Regions from separate parts of the Macaca mulatta genome. Here all the other regions are linked to region 2. The links are chromatin contacts, called in public Hi-C maps. All regions are on one chromosome and are shown on one strand. The core of a region is the stretch at or near the end of the contact, and the rest is flanking DNA. Distances in the headings are between cores, read along the strand shown. Region 1 holds the start of ATR (ATR serine/threonine kinase). Region 2 holds the start of U2SURP (U2 snRNP associated SURP domain containing). Region 3 holds the start of PLS1 (plastin 1).

Region 1 (3,029 bases), core at 374-2,873, 430 kb after region 2:
GACATTATTAATCCCATTTTACAGATGAAAAAATGGAAGTACTAAGAGATTACGTAACTTTACTGAGGACATACAGTTTCTAGCAGATGGAATGAGAACTTGTGTAGGGACTGTAACTCCCAATCCCATGTCCTTTCTACTAAAACATTCAGTGATTCATTCAACAAATGTTTACTGAATACCACCTATGTGCCAGGCACTGTTTTAGGTCCTGGGTATCTGATAGTTAACAAAATAGACAAGACCTTGCTCTCCAGGAGCTTACATTGTAACTGAAGAGAAACAATAACATAGTATGTCCGGGTGTGGTGGTTCTCACCTCTAATCCTAGTACTTTGGGAGGCCGAGGCCGAGGTGGGAGGATCGCATGAGGCCAAGAGTTTGAGACCAGCCTGGGCAACATAGCAAGACCTTGTCTCTACAAAAAATAATTAGCCAGGCGTTGTGGCATGTTTGTAGTCCCAGCTACTCAGGAAGCTGAGGCAGGAGGATCAATTGAGCCCAGGCTGAAGTGAGAGAATCGCTTGAGCCTGGGAGGTTTAGGCTGCAGTAAGCTATGATTGCAACATTCATTGCATTAGAACCTGGACAACAGAGTAAGACAATGTTTCTAACAAAAAAAAAGAGAGAGCGAGAGAGAGTGTGTATATATGTTAGTCTATATGAAGCTCTTTGGTGTTATTTTGGCAAACACATAAAGGGAAAGGGGCAATGACAGAATGGCGTTCAAGGCAGAGTACAGCAAATGGAAAGTTCTTGAGGCAAGAGCATATTTGGCTGTCATTACATCACTTTTTTAAAAGATCCTGTATCAGTTAACTATCCTCATGTACCAAAGAACAAATGTAAACATACTGCATGACTTTGAGTGATTAACTACCTAACTTCGACATGTCAACAATCTCTTATAGTGATCATCTTTCCAATAAATTGAGCTAGAAAATGTGTATTGCCAAAACCCATTGCTTTACTTTAAAAATTAAATCACAGGTTGTGGATGCCCGTAATGGTGGCATTTCCACACATAGTACTGCTGCTGATTTGATGAGACAAAAATATAAACCAACCCCATTTTTAAATATTAAAGGTTGGTAGGGTCCTCAAGGAAACCTAAGAGTGACTTCAAGTTGAAAAAGAATGCTTAGAAGGAAAAAAACAGGGAGAGCCCACCTTTTGGCCTGTATCTCTCAGAAAGAGGGACAAGAGCGGTGGGAAACTGAGGAACTTTTAAAATGTGAGAGCGTTACTCTGGGGAAACCTGGAGTCTACTCTTGGCCTTTACTCGCTGTCATCGTTCTCACATTTGTGAAGCGAGAGTCTGGGCTGGCGGCCCTCAAGCCCTATTCTCCCCCGATCCGGGGATGTTGCTTCGCTGTGCCTCCCAGGCTTGAGAACAGTAGAGTCTGGCCGCTCAAAACGAAAGCTTCACGAACATTGCTCGCTGGGTGCTGAGAACGAAGGCTGACGCTACCCGGGAAATTCGACCGACGCGCGCCAGCCCGCTTGCCCCGCCCGCTAACGGCTTCCCGGCTTCCCCCGGGTCCTAAGCAGAAAATACGCAGGGCCTGGCAAACGGGGCCAGTAGCGGCTTCCGGGAGGAGTTTTGGCTTCCGCAAGGCTCCGTCGGGCGCCGCGCTCTTCCGGCAGCGGTAGCTTTGGAGACACCGGGAACCCGAGTCGGCGTGGTTGAAGAGTGCCGCGCAGCCCCAGCATGGGGGAACATGGTGTGGAGCTGGCTTCCATGATCCCCGCCTTGCGGGAGCTCGGCAGGTAGGGGTAGGCCCAGCCTGGGTCCTGCATCCTCCTCCTCCGGTCCCGGCTGGGGTTTCACATGCTTTCCCCTCCCCTGCCGCGCCATGGCTGGCATCCCCTAAGTCCGCGCTGCGGCCCTTGTGGAGATGCTCCGTGGCTGATTTGGGCGCTTCTCCCTCAGAGTGCCAGTTGATAGGACATGGGGCGGTCGCCACAAACCTGCGGGAAGCCGGTCCGTAGGGGAGAGAGGCGTCTGCTGGCCCTGGTTTACCGCAGCAGCCCGTGGGTGTTAGCCCCGACCCGAGAATTAGCCCCGACCCGAGAGTTTGCTTCCTGCAGCTGGAGGGAAGAGTGCCTGATAATCGCTTTCTGGTCACTTTTCTACACTCATTTCCTTCTCGAAAATCTTTTTCCTTAGACGAGGGACTTGACCCATCAGGTTCTGTTCTTCGTGATCACTCGTGGAGGAATTGGTTTTTAGCCTTACATTTTGTCCCCAAATTGTCCTTGGAAGAAAATCACCGCTTCTTATTTTCTGCAAGTGACATCACTTGCTGGAACAGGCAATTTTTTTCTTTGAATTGAAGTCACAGTACGTACTGAAGATGTGACCTCCTTCGTATTGATCGTCCAGTTCCCGATCCGTTGTTTTAGTCAGAAATTGGAGAGATAGACCTCAGGGTCCACAAAATCTCAGCGTGCACAGAGTGTTGCCAAAATTTGGAGACGATTTAATATTTGGTTTGCAAATGCTTGTTGTCTGTAAACCTCGTGAAAACCAGTATCTTACCAAAAGAAGGAGGGAGAGGGGTTGATGGCTGCCACACCCCTTCAATACACAGGCAGGCTTCCCTGAACCAGGCCTAAAGACTCGGTAGGGCTTGTTTTGTTTTGTTTAATTCTAACCTGTGAACAAGAAATAAATGAGCTCGTGGTGCTACTGCAGTTAAATTATCAGTTGGAACAACTGCTTCCCAGTTTCTTAAACTGTTTGAAAACTTCCCACACAAAGTCAAAGCTGACATTAAGCCAATGGGATAGCTACTTCTCTTTCTTTTTGCAGCGCAGTTGTGTTCATTTCCACTGGTTGGCCATCCAAATAATCTAGTTTCAATATATGAATAAGAGGATAAATGAAGGGATCATTCTTGTCCTAACTGCGTCACTATTTTTGAGTGTATGAATTTTTTCCACTTTTTATCTGCGGCAAATATACTTCGTGTTTAGTTTACAAATTAACTTCTACATCTCTAAAAGAAGATGAAGAAAAGTGATCA
Region 2 (2,867 bases), core at 105-2,604:
GAGAAGAGTTGGTAGAGCGAGTTACCCCTGTATTCCCCTCGCCCCCAAAGAGGGGGAGAAGACGAAATGTACTGAGGAGGGAAAAAAACTGACACAACACCTTGTAAAGCAGCCGAAACTGGCCCCTTATCAAAGTTTCTACGTAACTAAAGGATGTCTGGTAAGACCATTACTAATTATGAACTAATTATTTTGGTGTACATCATTCACCAAGTGGCATAAACAGTCGGATTAGAGAACGCAAGTAGAAAACGAGTTGATGTTTCTCAGAACTGTAAAAGCAAGCTTCTCTCCTACAGTAAATTTAACTTTCTAATAACTGATTTATAGTCACACATACTCTTTAAGATGTAACAGTCCCCAGCACCTAAAAAAGTGTTATACACCTTTTTGCATCAGCATCGGGAAGTTTAACTACCTAGTGGCAGTACCAATTAATATATTCGAGACCAGAAAACCAAAGCAAACAACGATTAAATGTCCCGCCCAAGATGGCAACTAAGAACCCAACCTTACTAATGCTGAACTACTACCACAGCTCACTGGTTTCACAATACGTGCACAGGATTCCCTGTAAACACAAATGCAATTTACTAATCGTATGTAGCTTAAAAGTCTACGGGGCTTCTCTTTTCACTGTGTTTCTTCAACATGAAGAAAGAGACCACGAGTCCTCTACCCTAAAAAGTGCTTTTTACTTCCCCTTAAGGTAAAGACCACGTGTAGCGTGTACATTAACCTTGGCTATGAAGCACTGCAAAGGAGAGCTTGCTCCCGCCTCTGCATTTCCCACTTCGCGTCTTTGCCCTAGTGGTCCTCCCCTCACAGCTGGCGACCCTAAAGATTATTTATTCCTTGGAGGGAAACTGAGGGAGGCCGGAAGTGAGTGAGATCCAAAACCGAGAAAAAAGCAGCACTTAAGCACCGGGAAGCGATTCCCGCCTCTCTCCCAGGCGCTGTCTGGAGGCCTCAGGGCGCAGGAAGCTGAAATACAGGAGAGCGTTTTCACGACTTCAGACCTCAATCTGAATTCCTGATTTCACTCCAACGCCAAGTGCGGGCCGAAGCACTCACGCCACCACCCCCTGGGCACGCCAGTTTCGAGCTGAATCCAGGCTGGGAATAAGGGGAGATACCAGGCCTCTCAACCTGCGCACCACGGTGCGGCGGCGCCCGGGCCTACCGTCCCGAGCAGAACGCAGACCCCAATCCCAATCGCCTCTCACAGGCCAGAAGCGTCTGTGGGCCCCAGACGACAGTGGTAGATCCGCTGACTTACGAAATTTTGTCAGAAATTACCTTTGAACTGGCCTTCTGAGATCCGCCTGGCGTTTTGTCCGCCATCTTGAGCTTTGCCCCTCCTTCGGCGGCAGCAGCAGCACGGGCGAGTCGAGCACCGAAAGAGCGGATCTCAGCGAAGCCCGCCAGAGGAGCCTGCAAGGCTGAATAGTCGACTGTCGAGATAGCGACCTTGGGGGAAGCCGCTCACGTGACTTCCGGTGTCAGTAATTTCCTCAGCCGCGCTCACTACGCTAGTTTTCCTGGGAGTCACGGTGTTTGGTCACGTTATTGGGTCCGGGAATTCAGAGTATCTCCTTGTCCAGGGCCAGCTGATATTTCACTCTCTTATCCCAACGCCAACCCTTGACAGATGCGAACCAGTCGTATTTCCTTTGTGGGAAGGGAGCCGCTTTTTAAAGACGTGCACTGGCCATCTAGGGAGTAGCTTTTACTTCAACTCAAAATAGGACTGGAGCTGACCGGTGGCCTGGCGCTTGATCGACGGAAACGCTGTTCTCGCCACTTCGGCAGCTCCCACGCTTGCAGTCTGCTCATCTTAAGATGGTGAATGTTGACATACGGTTGCGCCCGAAAAGCCGAGAAGAGGAGCGTTTGACCCAACCTGAGGGTGATCCAGTAGACACTGTTAAGGGCGTCTGCAGAGTGGGTGCGCGTGGAGACAGTCAATGAGAGAAAATCGTAAATACAGACGGTGTTCTAAATCTAGCATGCATGTAAAGTTGTGTGACATTTTTAAAGATTACATTTTACACTTTAGTATTGTTTTCATTTTTAATCACATAAATGGGGGAGCATCATATTAAACTTTTCTGTACTTAGTACTTTTTTAAAAAGTTATTAATCAGGACCTAGATTCAAAGAAGGAAAGCTTGTTTGAGAAGACTATGCCTGAATCAGGCCAGGCAAGGAAAGAAAGGACATTCCAGAAAGAGGGAGTAATTGAGGTAAAAGCCTGTGGCATAAATTAGTACAGCCGGTCTTGCAGGTCACCTAAGCAGTCATTTTATTAGATCAGGTGTGGAGAGGGACGTGGTTGGACGGGGTGTGGGTGCAGGTTCACACAGCGCCCTGAGGTCACCATCGTGCTTAGGAGTTTGAATTCTATTCTCGCCGGGCGCGGTGGCTCAAGCCTGTAATCCCAGCACTTTGGGAGGCCGAGACGGGCGGATCACGAGGTCAGGAGATCGAGACCATCCTGGCTAACACGGTGAAACCCCGTCTCTACTAAAAAATACAAAAAACTAGCCGGGCGAGGTGGCGGGCGCCTGTAGTCCCAGCTACTCGGGAGGCTGAGGCAGGAGAATGGCGTGAACCCGGGAGGCGGAGCTTGCAGTGAGCTGAGATCCGGCCACTGCACTCCAGTCTGGGCGACAGAGCGAGACTCCGCTCAAAAAAAAAAAAAAAAAGCTATTCTCAGAATGAAGATCGGCCTTTAACAAGGTTGAAATGGTCAGATTTTTATTTTAAAGTATTGCTCTGAGGACTAGGGTGGGAGCGGAGGGCGTTCGTGGACCTCTCCCTAATTCATTTATTCAAAATATTTTTGAGCCCCGTTTTGTGTGTAA
Region 3 (3,127 bases), core at 386-2,885, 410 kb after region 2:
TCCATATAGGTTTCTCTTCCTGAACTTAAAATTTCCTCTTCCTAAACTTACTACCTCTCTCTCTCTCTCTCTCTCTCTATATATATATATGCCTCCACATTTAACACTTTACTATAGAATTTCATTACATAATTCAATTTAAAGGAGAGCTGATTACAAAGGTGGTTGGGGGGGGGGGCGTGTAAAAGAACTTGCTTCAAGTTCTGTGTGGGCCCCCTGGCCTGAAATTTTGCTTCTGGCTCACAGGTTCTTCAAGAAATTTATGCAACACAGCTTAAGTCTCATACAAGTATATCCAACATCGTGGCTGGAGGGAAAAATATCACGGTATAAGCCATAAAATGTGACACAGTAAGTAAAGGGGGAAAGGTGAGAACTCTGTTACTCATCTGAACGACGGCTTCCTTTTAGTAATGCCAAATGAAGCCCGAAATACAGTAATAATTGAAAAGTTAGGGGGAAATCTTAAATTTTGTAAATTCTGCACTTGAAAATGCAGCTGAAACACGGAAAGTTTTTTGGCAGTGAAATTCGCTGAAAACTGACATTTTTATGCCGCATCCAGAGGTCCCTATGCTCCAGGAAAGGTACCAAAAACAGAAAGCACGGATGGGATTTCACTACAGCCCTATTGATCCTATGCACCGAAAGGCCAAAGGCAAATAAAACAGTCTCAGAATTAAAACAAAACAGGCTGGATCAGAAAGCCTCACCGGCAGCCACCCAAAGTCGAAAACAGAAAACTTAATGAAATACCTTACTTCAATGCAGGGAATCACAACTCAGTTAACAGGATTATTGTTTAAGCAGCATAAATACGCGATTTAACACCTGCGGGCATTGCCTGCCCGGACCGGACAGAAGCGCGCCCGGAGGACGGTGGGCGCCGCACTGCACAGCCGGGAGACGAGAGGCGAGCGAGGGGACCCGGAGAGACTGCCCCCGAGCCTCCGCGCGCCCCGAAAGGAGTAACGCTTCGCTTTCCATCTGTCTGTCCAGCCTTCCTTTTGGGCCCTATCCCCACCCCCGCGTACCTGCCGCCGCCGCCGCCGTCCTGCCCTAGAGAGCGCAGCTCCCACTGGAGATCCAAGTACCTGCAGGTCTACTCTGCGGCTACCTCTCCGCGCCCGCGCAGCCGCTGCGCTCGCGCCACTGCGCATGCTCGGCCGGCACCCGGGCCCGCAAACTCTGAATCCACTTGCCACGTTTTGCCTGCGGCTCCCAGGGGGAAGGAAAGGGAAGCCCAGAGCCTGGGTTCAGGCTAAGGGTGAAAGACGAGTTGCCGGCGCTGGGAGCATGGATGGGGAGAGGTGGATGGGCGCTGTGGCAACGTTATCTCTACCCCCTACAGTTACCCAAGTCTAAAGATGACCACCTACACCCTGGGAATGAGTTTAGCACAGCGGTTCTCAAACTTGAGCGTGGATCAGAATCACCTGGAGAGCTTTTTAAAATCACAGATCCCAAACCCAGAGTTTCCGATTCAGTTAGGTCTGGAGCGTAGCGCGGCAGTTCCCATTTCTAACATGTCCTCAGCGAAAACTGGTGCTACTAGTCTGGGTACCACACTTTGGGACCTGCAGGTCAAAAGAGAGGGTATACGTTACTAAAGAAGACTTGCTTCTCTCCCCTACTCACTCTCTCTCTTTTTTTTCGTTTGTTTCACGTATTGCTTGCTTGTCATTTAACAGCCACACCTGATTAAAATAAATATATAACGAAAGCCCACACAAACAAAAGTGGGATATTTTCTCTCGCATGTGAGTCAAGTAAGTGGAATGCTGCCTCAAGAGTTCTCACATACTTTGCCTGAAGCATAATCCGTAGTTGTGGTCTGTCCAACTCAGTCCAGAGAACAGAACAAGGTTTTGCTGCCCCTTTAACTCAAAGTCCCACGTGCCCCTTCTGCGCCTAGCACAATATTCAATACGGAATAGGCACCCAACCAACCTTGAGATGGTAACAATAGAAAAAAAAGCGAAATTGAAATTATTTTAAGAACCCAAAGAATTTGGACGAGCAATGAACTATGCAAGTAGGTGGGCCACAGAGAGGGAAGATAAGGAATTTTTCCCACCTGCCACCTACAGAATCAGGTAAATTTAGGACTCTTATCTGATTTTTCCCACCTGCCACCTAGAGAATCTGGTAAATTTAGTATCCTTATCTGATACTTATCTAGATATGCAGGGGGAGTTAAGTTCAGTTCTCACAAAATAAAGCAAAATAGTTATTTAAAAAGTAAACATGCATCTAACATATGACCCAGCCATTTCATTCCTAGATGTTATCCAAGAGAAAGTAAAACATATGCTTACACAAAAACTTGAACAGGAATGCTCATAGCAGCTGTTTTTCACAAAAGCCCCAAAGCAGAAGTAACCCAACTGTCCATCAACATGTAAATGAAAAAACATATTGTGGTATATTTATACAATGCAATACTACTCAACGATAAAAAAGAAGAAATATTCTCTCACCCAGGACTCAATATGGATAACTCTCAAAATCGGTATGCTGAGTTGAAGAAACTAGAGACAAAACATACTGAATAATCCCACTTATATGAAGTACAAACTAACCTTTAATGACAAAAACCAGATTAGTAATTGCCTGGAGCCAGGAGTGGAGGGAAGGATAAACTGCAAATGAGCAGAAAAAATATTTTTGGAGGGGGACGATGGAAATTTTCTGTTTTGATGGTAGTGACAATTTCACAGGTGTATGCAACTGTCATCGCTAAATTGTACACTTTAAACATGAAAAATGTATGTAAATTATTCACCAATAAGTTTGATAAGAAAACACTTTTTTCATGAAATACTCTTATAATCTGTTTATTTCGTGGTAATATTGACCAGGGCAAGTTCATGAGGAAATGTAGATTCTAAATATGGTATAACCTGATTTGGGGAAGGTAAAATAAAAAGTCATACTCTGTAAACGGAGCGAAAAATAATCCATATAAAATGTCTGTAACAACCCTCTGTAAAAGCAGCCAACCCTAAGATATGATTTGTAAATATACCATTAATAAAACTGTTTCCCAAAAGTGTTTCTAAGTGTAAAATACTAACTAGAGTATATCATTAGAAATGCACAACCAGGGCCTGGCACAGTGGCTCAC

What was found. A called contact is a pair of places that touch in the nucleus more often than the background predicts.
Region 1: a Hi-C map of fetal cortex germinal zone shows a contact between it and region 2, with 5 times the contacts expected there. The contact joins the promoter of ATR here to the promoter of U2SURP in region 2. A contact is called at or near these places in 5 of 14 Hi-C or Micro-C datasets (CD4 T cells, blood, cortical neurons and 2 more).
Region 3: a contact with region 2 is called in a Hi-C map of fibroblasts, with 3 times the contacts expected there. The contact joins the promoter of PLS1 here to the promoter of U2SURP in region 2. A contact is called at or near these places in 6 of 14 Hi-C or Micro-C datasets (CD4 T cells, blood, cortical neurons and 3 more).

What each region holds. Positions count from the first base shown.
Region 1 is chr2:45,548,919-45,551,947 of T2T-MMU8v2.0, reverse strand. ATR (ATR serine/threonine kinase) reads left to right here and starts at 1,623. Exons shown (of 46, transcript XM_015131992.3): 1 at 1,623-1,770. The coding sequence starts at 1,712.
Region 2 is chr2:45,976,876-45,979,742 of T2T-MMU8v2.0, reverse strand. U2SURP (U2 snRNP associated SURP domain containing) reads right to left here and starts at 1,354. Exons shown (of 28, transcript XM_028843754.2): 1 at 1,300-1,354. The coding sequence starts at 1,344. LOC144339461 reads right to left here. Exons shown (of 5, transcript XM_077994094.1): 5 at 1,532-1,903. The coding sequence ends at 1,735.
Region 3 is chr2:45,566,231-45,569,357 of T2T-MMU8v2.0, reverse strand. It overlaps PLS1 (plastin 1), which reads right to left and starts at 1,635. Exons shown (of 16, transcript XM_028843750.2): 1 at 1,035-1,635.